3 separate regions of the Mus musculus genome follow, and regions 1 and 2 are each linked to region 3. A link is a contact called in public Hi-C and HiChIP or PLAC-seq data. All regions are on one chromosome and are shown on one strand. The core of a region is the stretch at or near the end of the contact, and the rest is flanking DNA. Distances in the headings are between cores, read along the strand shown.

Region 1 (3,775 bases), core at 1,248-3,747, 90 kb before region 3:
TGTCTGTCTGTAAGATGATGTCTGTCTGTCTGTAAGATGATGTCTGTCTGTCTGTAAGATGTCTGTCTGTCTGTAAGATGATGTCTGTCTGTCTGTCTGTAAGATGATGTCTGTCTGTATGTATGTCTGTGGACACAGGCGCAAACCCAGCCACTTGCTTAAGAGTGAAATGACCGATGCTGTGCTTAGTCACCGTGATTGCCACTTCATAAATGAGTGGAAAGACACAGGATGTCAGACAACATGTAGGAGGAGCATGTTGGAAAATACATGGAAGGTTCTGGCCAATGGAGATGTTGTTCTTTATCATTGTCACCAGTGTTTATGGGAGAATATTAATAATTTATTGTCCTTGTCAACTGTGATGCCATAAAACACATAATAGCAGTAGCTCCGTCACCTGCAACCCCAATGTCTGTCAGGCAGACACTGTTTGATCGTTTAGACCAGTGGTTCTCAACCTTCCTAACACTGCGGCCATGTAATAGTTCTTCATGTTGTGGTAACTCATCCATAAAATTATTCCATAACTAATTTTCTACTGTTAGAATAATAATGTGAATATCTGCTGTGCAGGAAGTCTGACATTCAGCCCCTGTGAAATGGTCCTTCAACCCCCAAAGGGGTCATGACCCCCAGGTTTGGAACCTCTGATCTAGATTGTTGGAACATGGGTGTTTGTTATTCTGTTCTTTGTCAGAAATTGCTTTTTCTGAGGTACTGTTGGACTTCACCCAAACAGCAATTACAATTTGCTTATGCAGAGTAATAGCTAACTTCTTATTATAACTCCAATGCCAAAGAACTTGATTTCCAAGCCAGTTAGTTATACTAAGGAAAGGAGAAATAACTGACCCCAAATACTGGTAGACCTAAAGGCCGTGCTTCAGCATGCGACAGATAATTAGCTGCCGTTGTGGTAGTGATTGCTCTGTGGAGTTCTAAAAGCCAGCTATTTAACACTTGCTGGATAAAATGAAGTAACGACCAGATGCCAGTCTGAAAACCGTCTGCAGAAACTCATTAGCCTTTGAAGATATAGTTCAGTATTTGACAAGTGCCGTGTGTGTGTGTGTGTGTGTGTGTGTGTGTGTGTGTGTATCTATCTATCAGTCTGTGTGTCTGTTTCTGTGACAGTGTGTGAATGTATGTGTTTGTGTATGTTTGTCTCTGTGTGTGTGCATGTGTGTGCATGTTGTCCTTCTCTGAGTGTGTGTGTGTATGTGTGTATCTCTGTGTATGAATATGAGTGTGTGTGTTTGTGTATGTTTGTCTCTCTGTGTGCATGTTGTCCTTCTCTGAGTGTGTGTTTGTCTGTGTGTTGTTTGTGTCTGTCTCTGAGAGTGTGTGTGTATGTATGTATGTATGTGTGTGTGTATGTATGTATGTATGTGTGTGTGCATGTATGTATGTGTGTGTGCATGTATGTATATCCTTCTAAAAGTGTCTCATTATGTGGACCAGGGTGGCCTCAGACTCCAGAGAGCTTTCTGCTTCTGCCTCAGGAAAAGATGCATCAAAGGCATGGACTGTCATATCCATCTTCTGGAACCCTTGAGTTCTAAGTCGGAAAGTAACCTCATCTGTAAACCACATTCCATGCGCACAGTAAAAACCCAGTGCTACTTTGGCTACTTCCTATCCAGTGTCCCTTAGAGCATGGTCCCCTGTGGCAAGCTTGGAAGTAAATGAAGTAAAACGTTCCGTCACATATTTATTATTTGAGATATGGTCTTGCTCTGCAGCCCAGGCTGGTCTTGAAAGTGGACTGTTCCTTCCACCACAGCGTCCCCAGTACTCACGCGAGCCATAATACCTGCCTTCAAAATTGCTGTCTTTTATTTCCTGAAGCTCAGTTAAGCCCACCAGCTCCTGGGTAAAAGATGTAATATTTCATACACATCAGGAGCTTCTCAGGTTCCCAGCTTGGTAGCCAATACGAGACCACTGAGAAAGGCCGCTTTGACATTTTAAATTGTTTTTAAACACATTTTCTTTAAAACACATACATAAGAATAATACAAATATACTCACTCATGTTAGAGAAACACTAAGACTATGATTTGTGGCTCTCCTAGGTCATTGACAGAATGTCAATAAAGAGAAAACTATCTTTTCTAAGAAACTCCTTCCTGCCTACTCTCTTGTCCTACTGTCTCAGAAACTCTAGTCTGTGAGTACCTGCTGCCTCTCTAAGCTGCACAAAGTCAGAAAGCTCCTGGAATCTGCACACACCTGCCTCTTTGTGCTGAGATTTGTTTTTTGGTTGGACACAGGGTTTCTCTGTATAGCCCTGGCTGTCCTGGAACTCACTTTGTAGACCAGGCTGGCCTCGAACTCAGAAATCCACCTGCCTCTGCCTCCTGAGTGCTGGGATTAAAGGCATGGTGCTGAGATTTGTACTCTAAAGCCAGTGAGCAGGTCAAGCACAGAGAGGCACATGTGCTTTCTAAGTGTCTTCAGTCACCCGGAGTCAACCTTCCAGGGAACTAGAGATCTGAAACCACCCTGCGAAGGGAAGTCATTCACTGCTCTCTTCTTCAGCAGGAACAAATCCAGGAACTAGAATGCTGGGCTTTCTGTTTGTTTTAAGTATCTCTTCCTGTCAGATGCTCGTAGGTGATTTCTGAGATTTAAGTGTAGACCTGCTGCCCTCTCTCAGCTCCTCCCACGCTCCCAGCAGAGCCATGGAAGCTGAGGCAGAGGCAGAGGAACCGTCCTGCTCGCACTGCCCTTTGTCTTACTAACAGTGATGGTACTGATATGGCCTTCATTTCGTAATGTAAGAAAGCCTGTGCTTTGTGACCCAAATTGCCTTATGAATTTTTGGGCAAGAGGAAAGAGTGGGTAGATACTAGTGGGTGTGTTTTAAAAAGAGCTTTATACTGTCCTTATTGCTGATTTTAAATAATAACTATTTGCCAATAGCTGTATACTGTAACCATTTACTCTTGAATACAGATTGCTACCACATTAAAATTTGCACCTGCTGAGAATTGCGCTTTGAATGGAGAGCATTAGGCTCTTCTCTCTGGATCAAACTGAATAGTTATGAAGCAAAATTCTGAGGGATGGAACTCTTGCAGGCATCGTTTCTATCATGTGTAACTAGTGGAGCCTTCTGTGGGATGTCCTTGGCAGTAACTTTAACCATCCAAGCCTAGTGGATGAAGAACACGGGGACAAGGTGGGGCCTTGGCCTTTACCTTGGCGCTCATACTCCCTCTCCCTCCCTCCTCCTCCTCTCCCTCCCCCTCCCCTCCTCCTCCTCTCCTGCCCCTCCCCTCCCCCTTCCCCTCCTTCTTCTCTCCTCTCCCTCCTTCCTCCCTCGGTCCTGCTCCTGCTCTCATACACACACACACACACACACACACACACACACACACACACTCACTCACTCACTCACTCACTCACTCTTAGTTTTTTTCCTCACACTTGAAGAACTGGTGCTATAACTGAGTGGTATCATGGTTGCCCTGGTATCAGCCTCTCAAAAAGGAAAACATAGGACTCAGTAACGCTGGCCAGAAGAAATCTCACTGTCAGACACAGTCTGTAGTCACAACATAAACACAGGGAGAAAAGATCAGCTAAAATAAATATAAGTACTAAATTTAGTAAAACATATCTCAAGAGCTGGAGAGATGGCTCAGTGGTTAAGAGCACTGACTGTTCTTCCAGAGGTCCTGAGTTCAATTCCCAGCAACCACATGGTGGCTCACAACCATCTGTAATGGGATCTGATGCCCTCTTCTGGTGTGTCTGAAGACAGCTA
Region 2 (3,432 bases), core at 694-3,193, 130 kb before region 3:
GGTATGTACTCCTGCAACCTGCTTAAACTGTGTTATTAGGAAAATAAATTGTGATCAGGCATGGTGGCACATCTGTATACCTACCTACCCAGGAAGACTGGGGGAGGAGGCTCCCGTGAGCCTTGGCAAATATATTAAGATCCCCCTCACACATACTTAACAAGCACAAAGAAATCATTTGTTCTTAGTGGGCCTGACAGCTGATTCAGTAGAGAGTTTCTGTCTTAGTCAGGGTTTCTATTCCTGCACAAACATGACCAAGAAGCAAATTGGGGAGGAAAGGGTTTATTCAGCTTACACTTCCATCACCAAAGAAGTCAGGACTGGAATTCAAGCAGGTCAGGGAGCAGGAGCTGATGCAGAGGCCATGGAGGGATGTTCCTTACTGGCTTGCTTCCCCTGGCTTGCTCAGCCTGCTCTCTTATAGAACCCAAGACTACCAGCCCAGAGATGGTCCCACCCACAAGGGGCCTTTCCCCCTTGATCACTAATTGAGAAAATGCCTTACAGCTGGATCTCATGGAGGCATTTCCCCAACTGAAGCTCCTTTCTCTGTGATAACTCCAGCTGTGTCAAGTTGACACAAAACTAGCCAGTACAGTTTCTAAGGGAATTTCTTCATCTGGTACTTTTTGACTTTTATAACTATAACCTCCATCCTCATAACTTTCTTGGCCAGATGGGTTCAAAGATGGATCTAGGATTTGAGACAGGGAGGTTTGAAAAGTACAGTTGTAAGGGGATCTAAAATATGGAGAGCAAAACCACAGCCATTTATATCTAGCAAGGTATAATTATTAGTTTGTGTTCATATCACCAAAGAAAATGATTGAAATTCCAGGGCAGCATAAATGAAGGGACTTCTGCTCACTGAGATGCCGATTGACGCCACTCTGTCAGCACTGAGCGCTGAGCACCCTGGGTACAGACTCCTTTCCGCTCTCTGATACTCAATAGTTACAGCTCCTCGTGGCTAGCCTCAGTTGACCCTTTTGATAAATGCAGAGCTTGATAACATTTTTCTTGTTTTATGAATGTGGAAAACAAGAGAAATGGCAGCTTCTGTGGAAAGAAATACATATGAGGTAACTTCATATCAAATGACACAGATATTTGTCAAACATTTCAGAAAACAGTTGGGACCAACAGATTTAAAAAATAATTGGAATCGGTACCTAAGCAACAATGGAAATTTAAGGAGAGAGGAGACTGTTTTGGATCGACTTACAGATTAAAACAATGTGAGCTGCCTTGTTCGTAAGTTGTCAGACGTCATGTAGCAGGTGCTGTGCAAGGCAGCTCCGAGTCACTTCCTGAACACTCAGTTGCCCGTGCTCTATTAATTTGGGTCGAGATCCAAAGTGTAATTAAGAACATGTTCTTCAAATGCATGTTTTGGATAGGTTTTTCAATTAGTAGATTAATGTTCTTCCAACTCAGAGAAAATCTAACAAAATATTAGAAAACTAATAAAAAATGTGAATGACAGTCTTAAAACTTAAAAGACAGTGTGGATTGTGTCTATTAGAAAAGAAAGCAGTCTTGTTTTCCATATAGTGCGTGTCCCTGTCAGGGGCACAGGGGCAGCTATGTTGGTAGGTGCTTGCTATGCAGGTGTGATGACTATCCATCCGCAGAGCTGCTGGTGCTTATGTGGGAATCAGAGACAGGCGGATCCGAGGCTGGCGCTCAGCTGCCTTTGCCTGACCTGTGAGTACCAGGTCCTGGTAAAGAGACCCCACTGTGCCAAAAGTGAGGGGCTGGAGAAGTGAGGTGGTTGCTCACTGAATGAGAGCACCTGCAGTTCTGCTAGAAAACCCAAGTGCAATCCAGCCTTCCACATGGTTTTTTTTTTTTTTTAAAACAGGACTTAGATTTAAAACTGTGTTTGCAGGTTCCTGAGGAGGCCTGAAGAGGGCACCAGATTCACCTAGAGTTGTCCAGTATAGGTGCTGTCAACTGAATTTGAGTCCTCTGCAGTAGAAGCAAGTCTTCTACTTCTGAGCCATCTCTCCCGCACAAAGATGACTTCTGTTTTAATTACATGGACACATACATGGCTATGTAACTCACTTTCGTGCTGGTGCCTATGAAGGGGACAGTGGGTCCTCTGGAGTGGGAATACCGGGGACCTAAGAGAACTGTGGGTCCTCTGGAGTGGGAGTACCAGGGACTTAAGAGAACAGTGGGTCCTCTGGAGTGGGAGTACCAGGGACTTAAGAGAACAGTGGGTCCTCTGGAGTGGGAGTACCGGGGACCTAAGAGAACTGTGGGTCCTCTGGAGTGGGAGTACCGGGGACTTAAGTCCTGTAAAGCAGCAGTGCTTCTTGTTGTTTTGAGACATCTGCCCTGGCACTCCCAGAGATCCACCTGTCTCTGCCTCCCATGTGCTGGTATTAAAGGCATCGCATCACCTTGCCTGGCCTAGCAGTAAGCACTTTAACTGCTGAGCTGTTCGTCCAGCCCTTACATTTTTTGAGATGAAGTGGCTCACTGGGAACTGGGACCTGCAGGTTAGGTTAGGCAAGCTGGCCTTGAGTCCTTGGATCCTCCTGTCTTCCCAGCATTGGGATTGATGAATGCCACCTTGACTCACTGTTTACGTGGGTGCTAGGGATAGATCAAACTCAGGTTCTTAAACTCAATAGTCAGACCTGCACCAACTGAGCCATGTCCTCAGCCCTCAGCTGTCATGAGGATATAGTCCTGGCCTCTTAATCCGAGGTTGCAGCTCTGAAGTGTGTCACTCACTGCGCAGAAACCAGTACCCATCTGCAGTCACACGCAGGGTTCCCTGTAGCCACCATCTAGTGATTCCTTTTGTTTTCAGTGCCACTAAGTCTTTATTTGTTCATTGTGATTTCTTCCGGAGAAAGATGGAGCGAGGAGGAGAGTTAGGGTGTTAGAAAGCTTTAGGGACCAAGGGGAAAGAAGCCTGGGTAACAAAGCAAACCGTTCAGTAAGTGTGCTCAAGAGTTACGTTCACCGTGACTCAAGGGGGTGAGTGTTGAGGACCTGAGAGAAGGGTCCCCATTTTTCTTCTCAACTCAACTCTTCCTTGTAAATTCCAGACCAAGTTTTGGTGTTGAGTGGTAACTGTAGAGGTGACTTACATCAAAGCTGCATTGCTTTCTGATATTACTGTCTAGCTTTAGGCTGGCCTCAAACCCTCACTGCCTGCCTTAGTCACCAGAGTGCTGGGATGGCTTGTAAGCACCATGATGCCTGCCTGGCTTGTTGGATAATCTTGTGGCCATGGGGATATGAATTTCTTCTGTGTGGATCAGGTTTCCATGTGGACGACCGATCCATTCACTCTTCATTTTCCATCCTGGAGGATTTGGGGTAATGAGATCTAACGGACTAATGCCATGGAGACAGTCAAGAATTGACTTTCCCCAGAGGGCAATGGATTGGGAACAAGAGAAGAGA
Region 3 (3,893 bases), core at 1,112-3,611:
GTTGGTGTGTGAAGGGGCTGGAGTAGCTTCAAACGCTGTCTTCAGATGTTGCAGGATGCAAGCTCTGCCATTACAGTTACTGTACATTTCAAACCGTATCTCAAACGGTCTCTACAGAACTCATTGTAGGACTTGCAATGCCAACTTCTGTCTCAGTCTCTCAGACCCTTCCTATCTGGGCTGAATGGCTCCCACCAAAGAGTATAAAAATATACAGCAGCATTTGCACATTCACCCAGGGAGCTTCAAGAAATGTACCTCTCGGACATCAAAGAAATCTCAGAATTTGCCATAAGAAGTGGGAACTCCAGCTGTACACACTGACAACCAGGGTAGCCACACCACCCAGGAGAAGAGAAACAGGAATGTTCCGTGGCATGTCTGCGTCGGAGGATGCACTTTAGTGACCTTCGTGCATTAGGTCGGCAATCGTGAGGGATGAGAACTGACTACCAAGGGAAAAGATATAAACCTAAGAAATAACTAATTTGTCTGGGCAGACAGTCTGTTTTTGTTGATGGAGCTTCCTAATTTCTTACCTGTTCTTTTAGATCCTTACTGTCCATTTGAAATCAACAGTCATTTGCAGGGGAGGTTGTTATCTAGTGGAGGTTGTTTGAGAACCTTCTACTTCCAGATTGACTGGGAGGCTGTGAGTCACTGTAATGAGAGGTGAGCGGGAGTGAGGATCCGCTGAAGGTGTGGGGTCAGCACTGCCCTCTGTTGGGGTTTTTATCTCAACAGTGTGCTGACACGTGAGTGGGTCCTGTACTGTGGCCTGTCACTCAGAACGTTTGGAAGCACCTAGACCATGTCAAATGATCCCCAGTCCATCCCCTCAGCCACTGCTCTGGGACCCTAAGAAAGCCAGCTTGACCCTCGAGATGGCACCTTTTTGTAAACCTGGTAATGCACCCTCACACCTTGAGGGACAGTTGTGAAGTTATTAAATGTGATTCCACGTACGAGAGCATGCACTCTTTTAACAGACATCCATTCCCTAGACTGTAAACACAGCGAGAGAAGTGTTCACTGCACGTAGGTATGGGTCATGATTGCGGACACCCTCCGCTCTGTCTGACCTGCTAACACTCGAATAAGGAAGTTCAAAGTGTGAAGTGCTATGCACAGACACGTATTATCTGATGAGCACTGCATTTACACGTTTTGTCACAGTTTATCAGATGTGTATACATGCAGCTTTTCATTTCATTGGACCCACAGTTTTCGGTAGAGCCTGATTCCCACTTTGCAGAAGCAAGTGATTAAATTTGTACGGCTTGCCCAAGGTTGTTTATATTGTGACAGAAAAACAGTGAGCTGAGCATAAATAATAGAGGCTGCTTGTGAGCAAGATGAGTAAAAGAATCCACAGAGGAGAATGGCAGCCTAGTCTATGGGCCGGTGGGAGCTGAGGCACAAGAGGGACACTACTCCTTCCTCAGCCACAGCGGTGAAATGTGAGAGAGGCACCAAGCTGTCCTGGCTCTGCACGTCACTTGGCCAGCTTTGGGAGGGCAGAATCTAGCAGACTTTTTTCCTCTGGTTTCTTTCTTTCTTTTTCTTTATTAGATATTTTCTTTATATACATTTCAAATGCTATTCCGAAAGTTCCCTACCCCTACCCCTGCCCTGCTCCCCTACCCACCCACTCCCACTTCTTGGCCCTGTCGTTCCCCTGTACTGGGGCATATAAAGTTTGCAAGACCAAGGGGCCTCTCTTTCCAGTGATGGCCGACTAGGCCATTTTCTGATACATATGCAGCTAGAGTCAAGAGCTCCGGGGGTTACTGGTTAGTTCATATTGTTGTTCCACCTATAGGGTTGCAGACCCCTTCAGCTCCTTGGGTGCTTTCTCTAGCTTCTCCATTGGGGGCCCTGTGTTCCATATTATAGATGACTGTGAGCATCCACTTCTATATTTGCCAGGTACTGGCATACGAGACAGCTATATCAGGGTCCCTTCCTCAAAATCTTTCTGGCATATGCAATAGTGTGTGGGGTTTGGTGGCTGATTATGGGATAGATCCCCGGATGGGGTAGTCTCTGGATAGTCCATCCTTTTGTCTTAGCTCCAAACTTTAGTGAGGTAACCCAATCACAAAGGAAGTCATTAGATATGCACTCACTGATAAGTGGATATTAGCCCAGAAACATAGAACACCCAAGATACAATTTGCAAAACACAAGAAAATCAAGAAGAGGGAAGACCAATAGGTGGATACTTCATTCCTCCTTAGAATAGGGAACAAAATACCCATGAAAGGAGTTTCCTCTGGTTTCAAATAGATTGTTTCCGAACTACTATGGAATGTGACTGGGACTCTGAGAAGATGCAGTTCCTGTCATGACCACGAGGTGATGCAATGACCCAAAGTATGGGCACTATGGTACTCTCCAGAGAAAACCAATTCTGTAGAAGGGTAAAAGTTAACTACCAATTCCACAAGACCTTCTGGAAAGTCAGATTCCTGGTTCTGTCATATCTAGGTGTGATGTTCTGTGTATTCTGAAGTTGGGGTGTGTCACTGCTGTGCTGTGTGTGCTGTGCTGTGTGTGCTTTCGCCCTTGGATGCTGAGTGGGTTGGGAGCTTAGGAACCCTAGGCATAGAGACAAGATGCCATGGGCCTGATCCTGTATTGATAGATCAGTGCTGAATGGCTCACGGTGACTGTGAACCCCTCAGTCACCCAGTGCACTTTTGGGGTTAATGTGAGAAAACTCGCTGCAATGTTGTGAGTTTGGGTAGCTCTGGCAGAAATTGGGAATACACAGGAAACCTGACTCAGGAGTCTGTCTACTGGACCAGCAACAGTACCCCAGAGGCGCTTATAAACCTGGTTTTCATCACTTTCCCTTGGTTCGTAGGTGTGGTGACCATGGACAGTTTTACTGGGGGTTGGTTGGAGGGGAGCTTGAATCAAAACAGGAAGCTGTAAGCTAACACAGGAGTTTCGGTAGCTGTGTGGTCTTCAACCACGAGTTAAGCATTTGCTGCACTCTGCATTTTTTATCTTTGGGCTTATACTTATCCCCCAAAACACACAGATCTACAAAACTCATAAGTATGATGTGTTGTTTTAAACAAAATCCCAATTGTTCAATTTTACCAATGAAAACTTGGGAGCCAGATGCTGCAGATGCTGGAGTTAAAGCCTGCTAGCTCAGACAGGCAGAGAAAGCACCAACTGACCTTCCTCCTTAGTGGACCTCCCAAAACCGAATGTCCCTCCCTTCTACTTCCTGTGCATCTGCCTATCAGGTCCTCCTGACTCCCTCTTACTATGTCTTTTTGTTAATAATCACATATTCGCTCCCTGTCAAATGCCTCTTGACCTATGGTTGATTTTACTTAAATCTTGTTTACAGTATTCAAGCAAAAAGTTCCTGGATTAAAAGTGTGTGTTAGGGCTGAGCTACACCACAACTGGAAATAAGTTTTTCCAATAAATAACACAATCTCGGGGTCCACAGTGTGGTTACATATCCTGCAACAGTGGTGCCCACCTGCATCGTGAACTCTACAGCGTTCATTCCGAATCTGCTTCTCAGGAGCAGGAAGGTCTCCCAAGGGAGTGCTGTGCAGAAGCGGTCCCAATGAGGATAGTGCGTGAGCACACCAACCCCAAAGGTACACTGGGTGATGGAGAGGCTCACCACCCTGAGCCACTCGGCACTGACGGATCAATACGTATCAGGATGGAGGCAAGTGTTCTCTTGTTTCCATACCTAGGGTTCCCTAGCCCCCCACCTGCCCAGCATCCAAGGCACAGCACAGCACAGCAAGCATTAGCAGCATTCATGGCTCTTCCATCTTTTCATCCGTGTGTGTTTCTCTGGAATGACACATCATCAGGAAGAGCAGCAAGCAGTTAACCAGGAGAGGAAGAGC

What was found. A called contact is a pair of places that touch in the nucleus more often than the background predicts. HiChIP or PLAC-seq counts read pairs in DNA pulled down with a chosen protein or histone mark.
Region 1: an H3K4me3 HiChIP or PLAC-seq map of bone marrow-derived macrophages shows a contact between it and region 3, with 4 times the contacts expected there. The contact joins two enhancer-like sites. A contact is called at or near these places in 2 of 15 datasets of contacts at CTCF or cohesin (large pre-B cells and pro-B cells), 1 of 484 Hi-C or Micro-C datasets (cranial neural crest), 4 of 115 datasets of contacts at active chromatin or transcription factors (bone marrow-derived macrophages, cardiomyocytes, double positive thymocytes and 1 more) and 2 of 9 other capture datasets (adipose tissue and pancreatic islet).
Region 2: a Hi-C map of the G1E-ER4 cell line shows a contact between it and region 3, with 2.4 times the contacts expected there. The contact joins two enhancer-like sites. A contact is called at or near these places in 7 of 39 promoter capture datasets (the C10 cell line, HPC-7-derived erythroid cells, hippocampal neurons and 3 more), 3 of 15 datasets of contacts at CTCF or cohesin (the G1E-ER4 cell line, large pre-B cells and pro-B cells), 56 of 484 Hi-C or Micro-C datasets (the AML12 cell line, B cells, the Ba/F3 cell line and 34 more), 13 of 115 datasets of contacts at active chromatin or transcription factors (T-cell acute lymphoblastic leukemia, astrocytes, bone marrow-derived dendritic cells and 8 more) and 1 of 9 other capture datasets (embryonic stem cells).

What each region holds. Positions count from the first base shown.
Region 1 is chr3:9,555,318-9,559,092 of GRCm38.p6, reverse strand. The region is part of intron 2 of Zfp704 (zinc finger protein 704); the gene reads left to right. Among named protein-coding and RNA genes, the nearest start is that of Zfp704, 53 kb to the left of the region's middle. Within about 2 kb of position 2,497, at least 8 of the 459 cell types and tissues checked have an H3K27ac peak or open chromatin away from gene starts, as enhancers often do. A contact at or near this core is called in bone marrow-derived macrophages, where this site is marked.
Region 2 is chr3:9,592,507-9,595,938 of GRCm38.p6, reverse strand. The region is part of intron 1 of Zfp704 (zinc finger protein 704); the gene reads left to right. Among named protein-coding and RNA genes, the nearest start is that of Zfp704, 16 kb to the left of the region's middle. Within about 2 kb of position 1,943, at least 6 of the 459 cell types and tissues checked have an H3K27ac peak or open chromatin away from gene starts, as enhancers often do. A contact at or near this core is called in the G1E-ER4 cell line, where this site is marked.
Region 3 is chr3:9,464,974-9,468,866 of GRCm38.p6, reverse strand. All of the region lies in intron 4 of Zfp704 (zinc finger protein 704), which reads left to right. Among named protein-coding and RNA genes, the nearest start is that of C030034L19Rik, 64 kb to the right of the region's middle. Within about 2 kb of position 2,361, at least 21 of the 459 cell types and tissues checked have an H3K27ac peak or open chromatin away from gene starts, as enhancers often do. A contact at or near this core is called in the G1E-ER4 cell line and bone marrow-derived macrophages, where this site is marked.